2 separate regions of the Rattus norvegicus genome follow, and region 2 is linked to region 1. The links are chromatin contacts, called in public Hi-C maps. All regions are on one chromosome and are shown on one strand. Each heading gives the region's core, a stretch centred on a gene start, on an enhancer-like site or on the middle of the called end of the contact. The rest is flanking DNA. Distances are from core to core; before and after follow the strand shown. Region 1 overlaps Slc41a2 (solute carrier family 41 member 2). Region 2 holds the start of Chst11 (carbohydrate sulfotransferase 11).

The links. A called contact is a pair of places that touch in the nucleus more often than the background predicts.
Region 2: a contact with region 1 is called in a Hi-C map of the Rat2 cell line, with 8 times the contacts expected there. The contact joins the promoter of Chst11 here to the enhancer-like site in region 1. A contact is called at or near these places in 3 of 12 Hi-C or Micro-C datasets (the A7r5 cell line, the Rat2 cell line and Schwann cells).

Annotation. Positions count from the first base shown.
Region 1 is chr7:22,360,019-22,366,569 of GRCr8, forward strand. The region is part of intron 10 of Slc41a2 (solute carrier family 41 member 2); the gene reads left to right. Among named protein-coding and RNA genes, the nearest start is that of Slc41a2, 92 kb to the left of the region's middle. Within about 2 kb of position 4,408, at least 6 of the 93 cell types and tissues checked have an H3K27ac peak or open chromatin away from gene starts, as enhancers often do.
Region 2 is chr7:22,628,617-22,635,997 of GRCr8, forward strand. It overlaps Chst11 (carbohydrate sulfotransferase 11), which reads right to left and starts at 1,825. Exons shown (of 3, transcript NM_001108079.1): 1 at 1,341-1,825. The coding sequence starts at 1,458.

The sequences.
Region 1 (6,551 bases), core at 3,158-5,657:
AAAAGGGAGATGCCATGGCAGGAGGAAGCATGTAGTTCCTAACTTTTCTTCTATCTGGAACAATGTCTACTTTGAGACTCGATTGGTAGGAAGCAGGTAGATTGTTGAGATTTCCCATTAGGAGTCTTCAGTTGCCTATCTGAAATACTGTGGTCTTATGGCTGTTGGTATGTGGGCCGTGTGGTCTTACGGCTGCTGGCATGTGGACATGTGGTCTTATGACTGTTGGCATGTGGGACGTGTGGTCTTATGGCTGCTGGTATGTGGTGATATTATGCTGCTGTTCTGGTAGCTGAAAGATCTTCATATCCAGGTACTTTCCTCAGATCATGTTTCTCAGTAAAGCTTTAGGTGAGCATGCCTAGGTTCCCACAGAAAGTCAACAACTGCATCTTAGAAGCAGCGCTGTGGATCCCAGGGTGGGTGGGGCACTGGGGAAGGGTCCCTCTCAGTCTTGTCAGGCCCCGCCCTAAAAATGAAGCAGCATCAGAGCTTTCTCCAGATGTTCTGCCTTGGGTCTCACTGTCTGTACTCTGAATGCAGCCAGAATCTCACATTTAACTTAGAGGAATGCACGCGCCGCGCGCACACACACACACACCTCAGCTCTGCCAGAGTACAGTGTGATAAAGCAGAGAACAGCTGGGTACAGCGTGCTCGCCCGTAACCCCTGCATTGGGAATCTAAGGCAGGAGGAGTTCCACAAGTTTTGGGCCATCTGGTCTACAGAGAGGCCTTGTCTCCTAAAGCAACAGTGTCAGAGGACGATGGAGCGGTCACTCAGTATTGGAGATAAAAGACAGCTTTTACCATGTGGTGACGGGGGGGTGGGGGGGGGTTGGGGATTTAGCTCAGTGGTAGAGCGCTTGCCTAGGAGGCGCAAAGCCCTGAGTTCGGTCCCCAGCTCCGAAAAAAAGAACCAAAAAAAAAAAAAAAAAAAAGAATACCATGTGGTGACGGGTTGGAAGAGTTGTCTGGGAAGCTTAGCTAGAGCACTAAAGGATCTCGGCTTCAGGGACCAGCCTGAGTGACTGGATTTCACCATAGAAGTCTGATGGTGGACATCACTGTCTAGTTGTCTCTTGCTGTGTGATTCCTGGAAAGAATTAGTTCCTAGCTGGCTACTTTATAAACTAGGATTTCCATTGGTTGGTAGTTCCCAGAACTTGCTCAGTGGGGCCAGCGGTTTGTTGATGAGAGGAGCTTAAAACCACCTAACACCTACTCTTACTGTGGCTGAGAACAGGCCAGTCTTGTAGGAGTGTGGGGATGGTTTGTCTCACTTCCCGGCCTTGGTCCTCATCACGGAGAGTCCTGCAGACACCCCTCCCCCCAAGCCCACCCCCCATTGCTCCTCCTTGACTTGGGGTTTGTGAAGGCTTCCAGCTTAAGTGTTAGTTAACACCCTTTCTTCTGTGTTTTCTTTCCTTGTTGTTGAATCATTTGTAGAAACATCTGCTGGGACAGTATCCAGACAAAAGCATTTGAGACACTGAGCAGTAAACATTAAATGGCTGAGACAAAAAAATTAATAATAATAATAATCAGATATATTTTAGGGGGGATGGGAAGGCTCTTCCCTGGTCGGTCTCTGCGGTTCCACAGGCAGCCAGATTGCTTCCCTGTAGTTTAGAAATTCCGTTCAGCCTGAAATGTTAGCAGTGCTGGTCAAAAGAAAGTTCAAAGACACTTTACTATCTTAATTGTTTATTTTTATGTTCATTGGGTTTTTTGCCCGCATGCATGTCTGGGTGAGGGTGTCAGAAACCGTGGGACTGGCGTTAGACAGGCGTGATCTGACCTGTGGGTCCTGGGCATCGAACCCTGGGCCTAAACTGCTGAACAATCTTCCCAGCCCCCACTTTAGTTCTTTTGATTATTATTTATTAGCTGTAATTATTTGGGTTAAGGAAATTAACTCATGTCTTCGGGGCCTTGAACTGTTTTATTTAGCATGTTTGCCAAAGTAAGGAGCCAATTTTCTTGTTGTTGACGGCTTCAGACTGCTCAGCTCTTCCCGAGGGCTCGATGCCTTCATGCCACAGCCCGGTGAGGCGTGTCTGTCAGGGAGCTGGGGGAGGACAGCCTTGGTTGGCAGTGCAACGCTCCGTAGAAAGATTTCCCTAGGTCCTGGCTGGCATTGAAGACCTTGATTCTGAAGCAGAGACCAGGACCAGGAACTGGGATTTATAGAGATGAGAGCACAAAGGACGGTGACATGGAACTTTGGGTCAGTGGTCTCGCCTGGGACTGTCCGCTTTGTGCAGTCACACAAAACCTTCAGTTAATAGGTCAAACCATTGTGACCCACTGCGAGGTAGGTCTTGACAGGGCCGCAAAGGTCTCCTCCACTTCTATGGTGGATAGAGGGGGGGAAGGTAGCCAGTGGATGGAGGGGGGGATAGAGAGGGTGGATGGAGAGGGAGGGAATGGAGAAGGGGGATGGGGAGAGGGGGGATGGAGAGGGTGGATGGGGAGAGGGGGGATAGAGAGGGTGGATGGAGAGGGAGGGAATGGAGAAGGGGGATGGGGAGAGGGGGGATGGAGAGGGTGGATGGGGAGAGGGGGGATAGAGAGGGTGGATGGAGAGGGAGGGAATGGAGAAGGGGGATGGGGAGAGGGGGGATGGAGAGGGTGGATGGAGAGGAAGGGAATGGAGAAGGGGGATGGGGAGAGGGGGGATGGAGAGGGTGGATGGGGAGAGGGGGGATAGAGAGGGTGGATAGAGAGGAAGGGAATGGAGAAGGGGGATGGGGAGAGGGGGGATGGAGAGGGTGGATGGAGAGAGGGGAGATGGAGAGAGGAGGGTGGAGGGGGGATGGAGAAAGGGGGATGGAGGGGGGATGGAGAGAGGGGGATGGAGAGCAGCAGGGATAGAGAAGGGGGATGGAGAGGCGGTAACAGAGGGGGGATAACAGAGTGGGGAGTGGAGAGGGGGGACGAGAAGGGGAGTAAAGGATGGGGGGATGTAGCCAGGTCAGGCTCCTCCAGAGACTTCTTTTATTTGTCATTTCGAGCTCAGCTGACACATCCTTGCAAAGTGAGTATTTCGTCATGGAGGGTCTAGTTTTTGAAAGCCGTGTCTTATTCTCAGAATTCTCCAGACATCTCACTGGTGTGTCTTACAGGTTAGTCATAAATAACCACAGTTGTTAAAGATACACTGAGTCTGTCTAGTGTTGGTGAGAGGCGAAACGTTTGGCAAAGCTCTTCCCACAGAGCAGTGACAGAGCAGTTGAAGACCAGAATCGCACACCTTAAACGAACTGACGTTTCCTGAAGCCACAAGCTCTGCTCCACAAGGACAGGTACAGCCTTGTACCAGTAACAGAGGCATCGCAGCCATGTGCATGCTTAACATCTGAGCCGAGTGACAGAGTGCGTGGACCGATGTCCCTAGTCACCCTTTGGCTCAGATCATCTGCACCCCCTCTCTGAGCCTTTGAAGGTTCATCTTGATCTTAGTTTCAGAAGGGACTCAGTGTCCGTCCCCATCACGCTCCTGGTACGTCACAGTTCGATAGTGTGGAAGCATTCGTATGTTTTAATATTCCTGGAGCCAAGTCAAATGTAGTTGTATCTGGCACCATAGCTCCTGCCCAAGCCCCTGGTGTTCAGACACGTGAGCAGTTAGAGCCACAGACCTGGGACACGTGTGCAGTTAGAGCCACAGACCCTGGGACACGTGTGCAGTTACAGTCACAGACCCTGGGACACGTGAGCAGTTAGAGCCACAGACCTGGGACACGTGTGCAGTTAGAGCCACAGACCTGGGACACGTGTGCAGTTAGAGCCACAGACCCTGGGACACGTGTGCAGTTACAGTCACAGACCCTGGGACACGTGTGCAGTTACAGTCACAGACCCTGGGACACGTGTGCAGTTAGAGCACAGACCTGGGACACGAGATACAAGCTGAGGCTGCCACGCTTTCCCGCCTGCTGACTTCTGAGAGCTGTCCCGCTGCCTCATTACCATTTCCAGAGTGCTAACTGGATTAATTAGTGTCTCTTCCTCTTGTCCAGAGAACTGGCTGGCCTCTGCTGTGTTCCAACTGCGGAGGCCTTCCATGAATACAAGAGCAGTGTTCTCAGTTCATGGTTTTCTTCCATTCTGTCCTTTTGTACAGTCTTTTCAGCTTTCCAGCCTTGTGTCAAAAATGTTCCTAAAGTTGTTTCTGTCATTGTGTTGTTTCTGAGATTGCAGCTGCTCATATAGTCCAAGCTGGGTCTCAATTTGTAATCCTCCTGCCTCGGCCTCCAGAACACAGGATTTTCTTTATTAGCTATGAACCCCCCTTTTGTTACCGTCTTGCATAGGCTCCTGGCTGTGTGTCTCCTCGTGCTGGGCTGTATCTGGCTCGCTCTCTCTGGTGTGCTCTGGATAGAGCCACACTGAGTACATTCTTAGGATTTTTCTCTGTAGTCATTGTTTCCGAGAGTTGTGTTAGCTCTTACTCATACGTTTCTCTGTTAGATCATGTTCCTGTGTGGATATTAGATAATTTCTTCACTTTCTAAATTTTCTTTTCGTTTTTCTATTATTTCATGTATTTTTTGCCTACACGTCTGTGCACCGTGTGCACGCTGTGCCTTCAAGGACCAGAAGAGGGCAGCAGATACCCTTGGATTAGAGTTACTGCCACTTGTGAGCTGCCCTGTCAGTACTGGGACTTGAACCTGGGTCCCTTGGAAGAGCATCCAGTGCTCTTAACCACTGAGCCATCTCTTCATGCTAGGGATTTGAACTGTAGGCCTCCAGTGCAGTAAGTCACGCCCATTGGGCCACGCCCCTAACCCCTCAAATCAAGTTTTAAATGCACAGTAAATTGTAGCCCTATGAAAGAAAATGTCACTTTTTCCTCTCTCCAAAATACATGCATATTTTAGCAGCGTTTTGTGCTGTCTAACAGTCATGACTTTTCAAGTATAAACATAAAACCAAAAAGAAAATAACAATTAGTACATATACTGACATTAAAGGCTCTATGCAGGCATTAATGGTGGAGGCTGTGTGGTTGTTTCGAGGTGTGGTTGCAGGCTGCCAAGGTTGGCTGATCATGACCTTGAACCCCTGATCCTCCTGCTTCTTCCTCAGAAGTGTGGGGGTCGGGGGATACCTGGATTGAAGACTACACTGGGGACTCTGCACTCTTGTGTTGAAGCTAAACAATCAAGAGTGAAGAAGTGTTTTCCTAGGCGGTTTGACTTAGGCAAACATCTGTGAAGTCTGTGAACAAAGGTCTGTGTTTAAATGCTCGTGTGAGAATGAGAACGGTGGCAGAATGCCAGCAATCATGACCCAGCCCAGCTTGTATCTTGAAAAATGACATTTGTTTATGTATCGTATGGTGTGCATGCGTGCATGCATGCGTGTAGACCAGAGAACTTATTTGCAAGAGTCCTCTCCATCTACCATAGAGGTCACGAGTGAACTCAGATGCATGTGTGCCCTGATGCACGTGTGGAAGTCACAAAGTCCTCACCTTCCACCTTTTGCCACCACACGGGCCAGAGCATCAGTGCAGAGACAAGGCCATGTGGCCATCTGATGCTGGGTTCGGGTCCTAACTTGCAGTTAGGGGGTTTTCTGAGGGATGGTCTTTTTTTTCTCTGTGTGTGGTCAGACTCGTTTCCCACCTTCCCCTGCAGATGGCGTTTACACCTTACACAGGGTAGTTCCTTTCTAGTCCTTGCACCTTCTATTAGATGCCCCACACGGGGAAGATGTTCTTTTTACCTTCTGCTCTCTGCCCCATGCTTCTGTCCAAACCAGAGGGGCAGAGAGCACAGACGGCTGGGCGTGGTTTGTGTCCAGTGACGCAGCCTGTCTAAAGCCTTTGGGTCTTGCAGATCCTTCAGGGCCAGCAGCCTCCACATGCCGTGTCCCACTCCTCAGAGACCTCTGAGATTTCCTGCCAGCTCAGTGATGCTTTTACACAACAGTGCTATAGCCAGGTGGTGGTGGCACAGGCCTTTAATCTCAGCACTTAAAAGGCAGAGGCAGGAGGATCTCTGTGAGTTCAAAGCCAGCCTGGTCTACAGAGGTAGTTCCAGGACAGCCAAGGCTGTACAAAAAGACCCTGTCTCAAAAATAAAACAACAACAGCAAAAAGACATTGTTTTTCAAAATTCGATAAGCATTCGAAGTTCTCAATGAACGATTTGTTTGCAATGAAGTCGTCTCATGATGCTCATCTGGGAGGGGTGTCTGTCTAAGGCTTGGATCTGGCCGTGCCTCGTATTTATCTACAGGTAGAAACCTTTATTTTCCTGGCTGCTTTCAGTCTCTGTTCCTCACAGCCAGCCTGGGATGGGGTGGGGGACAGTGTAGGCTTTGGAGTTCAACAGCCTCAGTTGGACTTATTCTCTGTGGTTCCCTGACCAGACAACTCACATAGCCTTTCTCTATCCAAGTTTCCCCTCTGCAGATAAAGACGACAGTGCCCACCATAGTCCTCAAGAGCAAAGCCTGTCGCCTGTCAGAACTAAGCAGCACTCCCACAAAAACCTCATCAAGACGTGTCAGATCAGAAAGACGCTTTATCTAAG
Region 2 (7,381 bases), core at 575-3,074, 270 kb after region 1:
AGGAATCCCTGCCTGTTAGATGCAAGGAATAGCTTTATGGCTCTGTCATCCACCAAGAAGCAGGCTTGATAAATTCGTGACTGAGTCTACTCAAAGTGTTAGCTATACGCTTAAAGAAGGCGGGAGGCAAAAACGAACCTTATTTCTCTGGAAAGAAATGTCTTTCCACCCCCCTCCTCCCTGCAATGAGGAAAGTAAATGATTATTGTGGCCTCTCTGAGGCGTCAAAAATTGGACTTCGATGCCAACGTGGCCCAGCACAGGTCTGCTAATCCAGACGAAACGGGGAAAGGGATTCCTGAGACTAAAGATGGGTTGCAACCTACAGAACCTTCTCAGAAAGTCCTACCTGTTGGGCTTCTAAGCCGTGCAGAACAGCAGGGCCAGGGCACTCTAGAGTGCCCCTCGCTCATCTAGCCCCAAACTTTCCTTCTGGACTCCCCCGGAAGAGGGGTGCCTGGACCCTCCCTATCCCTATAGGAGACTTGATATTTAGCCTAAGCCTGAGAGAACATGAGGAGGGATCCGTTCCTGTGCTGCAGAAGTCTCCAAATGCTCAGAATCCAGGGAGGAATGAGTCCAGAAACTGCGCAAAGTATCTCCGAGAACTTTGGTGGTCAAAGTGTGGCCCAAAAGCTCTGGAGTCCCTAGCTGGGGGAGTCTGGGGCCGGGAGATGGCAGACCAGGCCCCAGAGCAACAGCTGCAAGGTCACCGCGGAGCTCGACCCTGGGGTGTTTGAGCCAAGTATCTCACCCGGTGGAGAGAAGAGCGGGGGACCTACCCACCCTGTCCCCACACCTGCTCTGCTGCTGAGCTTGAAACACGTGGTAGCTCAGCTTGGGGCTTCCCGAGCTGCTGCAAGGACTCACTACCTCGCCCGGGCGTGCACCACTAGCCCAGGGGTCCCCAACCAGGAAGAGGTAGCGCTGCCTGCTGCAGAGCAGCCAGCCGGCTGCCAGTGCCTGTTTCATCTCAGCCCTCAGCAGCAACCCGCACCGAGTTTTGTAGTCTTCCCATCAACCCTCGACCCGGAGAGCTTCCAACAATCCCTACCTCTCTCTGCCACCTAGCCAGTAGACAAGACACAAAGAAAAAAAGAAAAGAAACGGAGGAAAAAAAGGAGGCAACACACGCCGCTGTCTCTCCTTGCGGTCTCAACCTCTAGCTGGGAGGAAGAGGAAGCGCACCTTCTCTCTTCCCATCCCAACTCCGTAACCCGCGGATCCCGGCAGTAAAGAGCCCCGAAGAGGCCGGAGGGAAGAGGTGAGGTTGGAAGAAGCAGAAAGCAGAGCGAGAGAGAAGAAAATATCCAACAAAACCACGCTAACGCGCCCCCTACCTGGGTGCAACATACTTTGGAAATAGAAGATGACCAAGATAAAGGATCCCAAGCAAGTGGCCAGCACCATCCGGCAAATTCTGTTCATCCTCATCACTTCCAGCAGCGCCGGCTTCATGGCTTTGTCCTGGCCGCGGGGACCCGGCTGTCCGGGAGGCGCGTCCGGAGCGCAGAAGCGGGGACCCCGCCGCGGGGGGACCAGCGCCCGGGAGGTTCAGAACGGAGCTGGCCGGGCTCCGGAGCTGGCTCCCGCTAGCTTCACCGAGGCTCTCCGAGCCCCCGATTCCGGTCTCGGGGGTGCAAGGCGCGGGAGTTGGTGTGCAAGTGTGGGGATGCGTGGCCCCGGCCGCGCGCTCCTGCCGGTCCGCCTCGCCTCTGCTCGATGCTCCGCCGCCTCCTCTGCTGGCGCCTGCGGCCGCCGCTGCCTCCTCGCGGGCCGGGCGACCGGGATGCGAGAAGGAAGGTGCCGCCGCCGCGGTGCCCTGGCCTCAGTGACTGTCCAGGCCCCCCTCCCTCCCTCCCTCGCCAAAAGCTACTTCATTGCGCTCCAGTGATCTATATATTCCAGGGCTGGGTTTTACCAAACGCAACTCGCAGCCCCCGGCGAGGGGAGGGCGCCGGCGAGCGGGGAGGGCGGGGCCGCGCCGGGGCGGAGCGTCGCCTCCCCGCCCCTACCCGAGACGTGGTGGCGTCCAGCTGTTTCCCGGGGAGTCCGGAGTGCGCGGCACGCTCCCGCAGGGTCCCAAAAGCCCTCAGTCCCTGGGCGGAGCTGGGCCGCTGTCTCGAGCTTGCGTGAACGTTTCCATGACACAACCGGGAGGGGGAAAACCACGAATAAGATGCTGTAGTGCTGCCACCCATTCTCCGGTGTGGCGAGAAGCAGGTTAGGTGGCCGAGGCAAACGGGGCCCTGGTGGCACGCGATCGTTTAAAATCCCTGGGCGATTTAGCAGGGGAAGTTGCCCCCACGCTCCGCTAAGAGCGGGTGCCCTTCTCACACTGATCAAAACTGGGCAGTTTCTTTTTTCTTTCAAAGGACAGCTCAGCTTGAGGGCTGCTTTTGCAAAGAGGTTAAAGAGAGCGGACTTAAAGTCAAGGTTAGGGAAACTGCACAGCATCCCACGGGCTGGAGACAGCTGCTATGCCATTCTGACACGTGCCCTCACCCGCACCCCTGGAGGCAAAGAGGGTTTGTAGCTTTTAAAACTGTTTGCACCAATGGGTACAGCTTTCAGTAATTTATCCAAAGTGCGTGAGAATCAATCGGGCGGATGTGAAAAGACGCCCCTAAAAGTCTAACAAAGTGCTGGGAGTGGGGGGATGGGGGTGGAGAAACCAAGCCAGCTTACCCTTGGCAGGTAGAGAGAAAGATGGCGCTGCCTTCCTGCATTGTGTAAAATGTTTTAAAATGTTCAGCTCCACGTAGTTGGGTGGCCATGGATCAATAAGGTGGGCGCAGGTCAATATAAGGAGATCGTTTTTTATGCCAGGAAAGCAGGGTTATTGTAAAGCCTGACCTTTCCGCTTTACCATTAAGTGAATTTACAGAAACTCGATTCATAAGACATTGTACCTTTGAATGCGTCTCTTCACAGAGGCACTGATAAATTCTTGTTGAACTTAATGGGGCCTATCCTCCCCTCAAATCCGACAGACTCACAACTTGCTTTCTGATACATGTATCCAGAACCGCCTCTGAGACCTCCTTTTCCTTCTCCTGAAGTTTCCCCCTCAGCAGGGAAAGTCGGCAGCCTTCCTGTGATTCAAAAGACAGTCAATTACATTGGGATATTGATGTAGCCAGTATTATTCTGCTTCTCCTTTATGAACGAGTTGCTTGCTGGAGGTGGCCAAGATATATGAGCTCCAATACAAGCCACTCCCCGGGGAGTCCCCCCTAGGACGTGAGTAGGCTCTGTATCATCTCCTTGTGGGGTGGGAGAATGGGCTCCTTGCAGGGGCATATCCATCCCCCAGAGTGCCTGCAGGGCCGCTCATTACCAGGGTGCTAGTGTCTTCTTTAACCAAAGCACAGTGAGGAGGGATGTCCATGCATTTCCTTCCTCCGTCCTTTCGCCCAGGGCAGAAAACCACCCGGTGTTTGTAATAAGCCAGTTTGGGAAGTCACACACCCAAGGAAGACGTGAGACATGTGCTTCTTTTTGGGATTCAGAAGCTTGAGTTGGACCATGTTCTAGAGAAAGATGGTGGGCCTTGCCAGGTATCTGTGCCTGTATCCTCAACATCTGAGTCGGCCAGACATAAGGAGTGGGAAGAAGCTGTGCTGGTGACTTGCCACCTCTGCCAGGAAGTGTCCTCTAATTTCTCACTGGAATTCTCTTCCCTCCTCTGTGCTGTGAGCTCTAGATCCAACCCCACCTCCGGCCACTGTGACCTACAGACAGAACTCTATCCTAAAGGGTCAAGTTGTCAGGCTGGAGAGATGGCTCAGCGGTTAAGAGCACTGACTGCTTTCCCACAGGTCCTGAGTTCAAATCCCAGCAACCACATGAGAGTTCACAGCCCTCTGTAATGGGATCCAATGGCCTCTTCCAGTGTGTCTGAAGAGAGAGACAGTTGACTCACAAATAAAATTTTTTAAAAAAAGGATCAAGCTGTCTTCTTCTCCCTCCACCACACTCTGATGCCCAGGGCAAGTAGCACACAGTGGGTGGAAGACAGACATGGCAAGGTATTTGTCTCTTAGACTAGGAAGTTAAGGTAGAATCCTCTCATATGTACAATCATGACCAATGGCAACAGGCTATGACCCTGTTGCCCACACCACATTAGCAGTCGGAGGAAAGGCTCTAATTCTTATTCCTGTGTCAATTCACCAACTTCGAAGGAAGTCTCCGCTTTCTTTCTGTCCCTGACCTAACCAAACCTTGTTGTCCCTTTGCCTGTGCTACCTTCCCCATATTGACAAGAAAAGGGACAATCAAGTGGTAAGAGGTGGGGGGGAAAAAAGACTGTATCTTTTCAGTGCTGACCCAAAGTAAGACGACTGCTTCTAAAGCCAGGCTTTGGGAACTGGGAGGTAGCTCAATGGTAGAGAACTTGGCTAACACGCATGAGGCCCTGGGTTTCAGTCTCTAGTTCAGTGAAATAAAATAAAAAAAAATGGCTTTGTTTCCCCAGAGTACCTGTTGAGACAGGCAAAGTTATATGACAGTGACAGAAAATCCCTACTTTGGGTGGCTTAAAGCAACTAGGCCACACCTGCAGTTGCCGTTTATCTTCTATGGATGGGCAGAGGGGGTTGTACCCTGGATATGTTTCACAGATGAGGTAAAGTAGCACCTTCTAGAACAGTGGTTCTCAGCTTTCCCAGTGCAGCCCTTTAATACAGATCCTCATGCTGTGGTGACCCCCCAACCATAAAATTATTTTTATTGGAACTTCATAACTATAATTTCGCTACCGGCATGAGTCGCAATGTAAATAACTGTGTCTTCCGGTATTCTGAAGCAACCCCAAAAGGTGTTGCAACTCACGGGCTGAAAGATGCTGTTCTGGAACGTTTGCTGTTTGTAAGGCTTGAGAAGTGGGAGCATCTCAAGGCTCACGGGGTACACGGGGTTTCTGAGCGTCGTTTATTGGCCGGGAGCTGTCACAGGGTTGCTCGGCATCACACCTAGGTCAGGAAGTGTGGTTCTCCTATGAACCACAAGTGGAACGTGGGTGGGGAGCTGCCTTCCTGCTCACTGACTCGGCTCACTCTTCAAATCTCACTTTATCAGGTCTCTGGACTCCATTTTGCCCTGGGGGAGGTGGCTACTGAGGTGAATGGTACTGAACCATCTCAGTACTGTGCTGGGATCTGCCTTGATCATTTTCCAAAAACAAAAACAACAACAACAACAACAAAATGTGCTTGTAGGATTGAAAGCCTAGCACGGCTTGTGGGGAGGGGAGTTAATGGACTACGTATGCCCCCGCCCTTGTTAAATAGATTTAAAAGAATGAAATAAACACAAAAGCCCACAGTTCCAGATGGCGCCTTTTGGGAGCAGTGAACAGACAAGGTACATACCCGGTCCCAACAGGCCGAGCTCAGTCTCATGCCCGTAGATTCTGCCCACAATGTACTGTCCTGTTACAATCTTCCAAAATTGGCACGGTGCCCCTTTCTGCACTTTGTTGGAGTGAGAAATGGACCCAGAGCACAGGGCAGACAGAGAGCCCTTCAGCATCTTCCAGGAAGACAGTGAATGTGTCTCATAGGAACATGGCCCCGGGGCCTCCCCCTGGCTCCTCCAAGGGGCCTCTCCCTGGCTCCTCCGAGGATAGGTTTTTCCAATTTGCATCTCTCCGACACCTCTCTCACAAAGTACACTCAGTTAGCCTGAACACAGTCAATATTTGTGGAGCTGAATTTAAAACCATTTGCCCGCGGTACCGGGAGATTTGGGGTATAAATTTTCTACAGGTAGGTAAACCGCAAATACACAAGCGGGTCGCTCACAACAGGGCTCTGAGAGCAAGCTATTCCTTACCCTGCCAGCTTTTCAGAACCAGACTGGAAAGAAAGAAGGGAAGAGAGAAAAGGTGGGGGAAAGGTGGGGGAAACAAGAGACATCGGCACAGAGGAAGGGATAGTAAGAAGGGGGAGAGAGGAGAGGAAATAGAAAGGAAAGAGAGATAGAGGGAGAAACAGAGGCAAGGAAATGAGCAGGAAGACAGAAACAGTAAGGAGAGGATTGTGGGAAGAAATGCCTGCCTATTCTATCTCACTATCTCACTTCAAATGCTACTTCATCTCTCTCCCCAGCTTAGACCCAGAAGATCCCCCAGTGACCTTCCCAGTCTTTTGGACACTCAGGTTCTTCCCAAGCCTACTGTAACTGTTTCATGTCTCAAATGGCCCAGAAATCATTCCCTTACTTTCATGCATCCCTCACAAATAAGACTCACCCAGTCTCCCCGTTGGTCCTTAAACGTTTATCTAGAACCTTGGAAGCCCCCCCCCCCCAACACCCATCAAAGTCTGCACACTGCAGTCTATGGATGGCTGTGTGTCCCGTCCTGGTCTCTGTCGGAGAAACCACTCTCTAGTCACAGCCTCGACTCACGAGCTTTCATGAACTTCCTTTTCCTATTCACACCCCTCCTTTCACAGAGGAGGGAACTGAGGCAGAGAAAAATAATGTCATATTCCAGGGGTTCAGAGCTAGGACAGGCAGATCCAAGATCACAAAGCTAGAAGTAACAGCGTCTTCCAAGGTCACCCTTTGCCTCCTGCCCAGGCTGGGAGGCAGGAGGAAGGGGACACAACCCGCATCTCTGGTTTTGGTTTTTTTTTTGTTTGTTTGTTTTTGGTTCTGTTGTCATTGTTTTTCCAAGACAGGGCATCTCTGTGTTACTCTGGCTGTTCCGGAACTTGCTCTGAAGACCAAGTCTCAAACTCAGAAATCCACCTGCCTCTGCCCTGCAATCACTGGGTATGTGCCACCCCTGCCCAGCTACATCACCTCTCTAAGCCGGACACTGTCCACCTGGTGACTGCTGGGTCTTCTCAGCCTCTCCACGATACCTGCTGATTCCCCTACCAGATGAGCCCTCCAGGACTCCCTCCTCTCCTCCTGCTGTAAAGATACAGCAGTAACCTTTGTACTTAGTGGTAATTTGTCGAAGTACTTCTCTGCATTTGTTTTCCCCAACCTCGATATTTATTTTAATCCTCACCAGCCCTCCACCCTGTTCCAAGCAGGCTTTGTATTGCTCTGGTCTGCCCTGGGGATTAATAAAGGCTTTCAGTGAGAAGACTTTGAAACCCAGCAATGCCAGGGAAAGAAAGTGGGCTTTGGGTGGGATTTGAAAAGGGAGACTTGAGTGCCTTCCCACACTTTGCTTTCCTGGGTGCCAGGGACCTGCCATAGTGGCCTCACTGTCACCAGGAATGCAGTGCCCTAAGCATGGCTCAGAAGCTTCTGGTCCACTGGGCTGAGGGAGCTTCAATCAGATGCTTTTGAGTGAACTCTATGACCAAGAGAACTTTCTGTGATTTGGTGCCAGGGCCAAATAAAGATGCTGAGACGA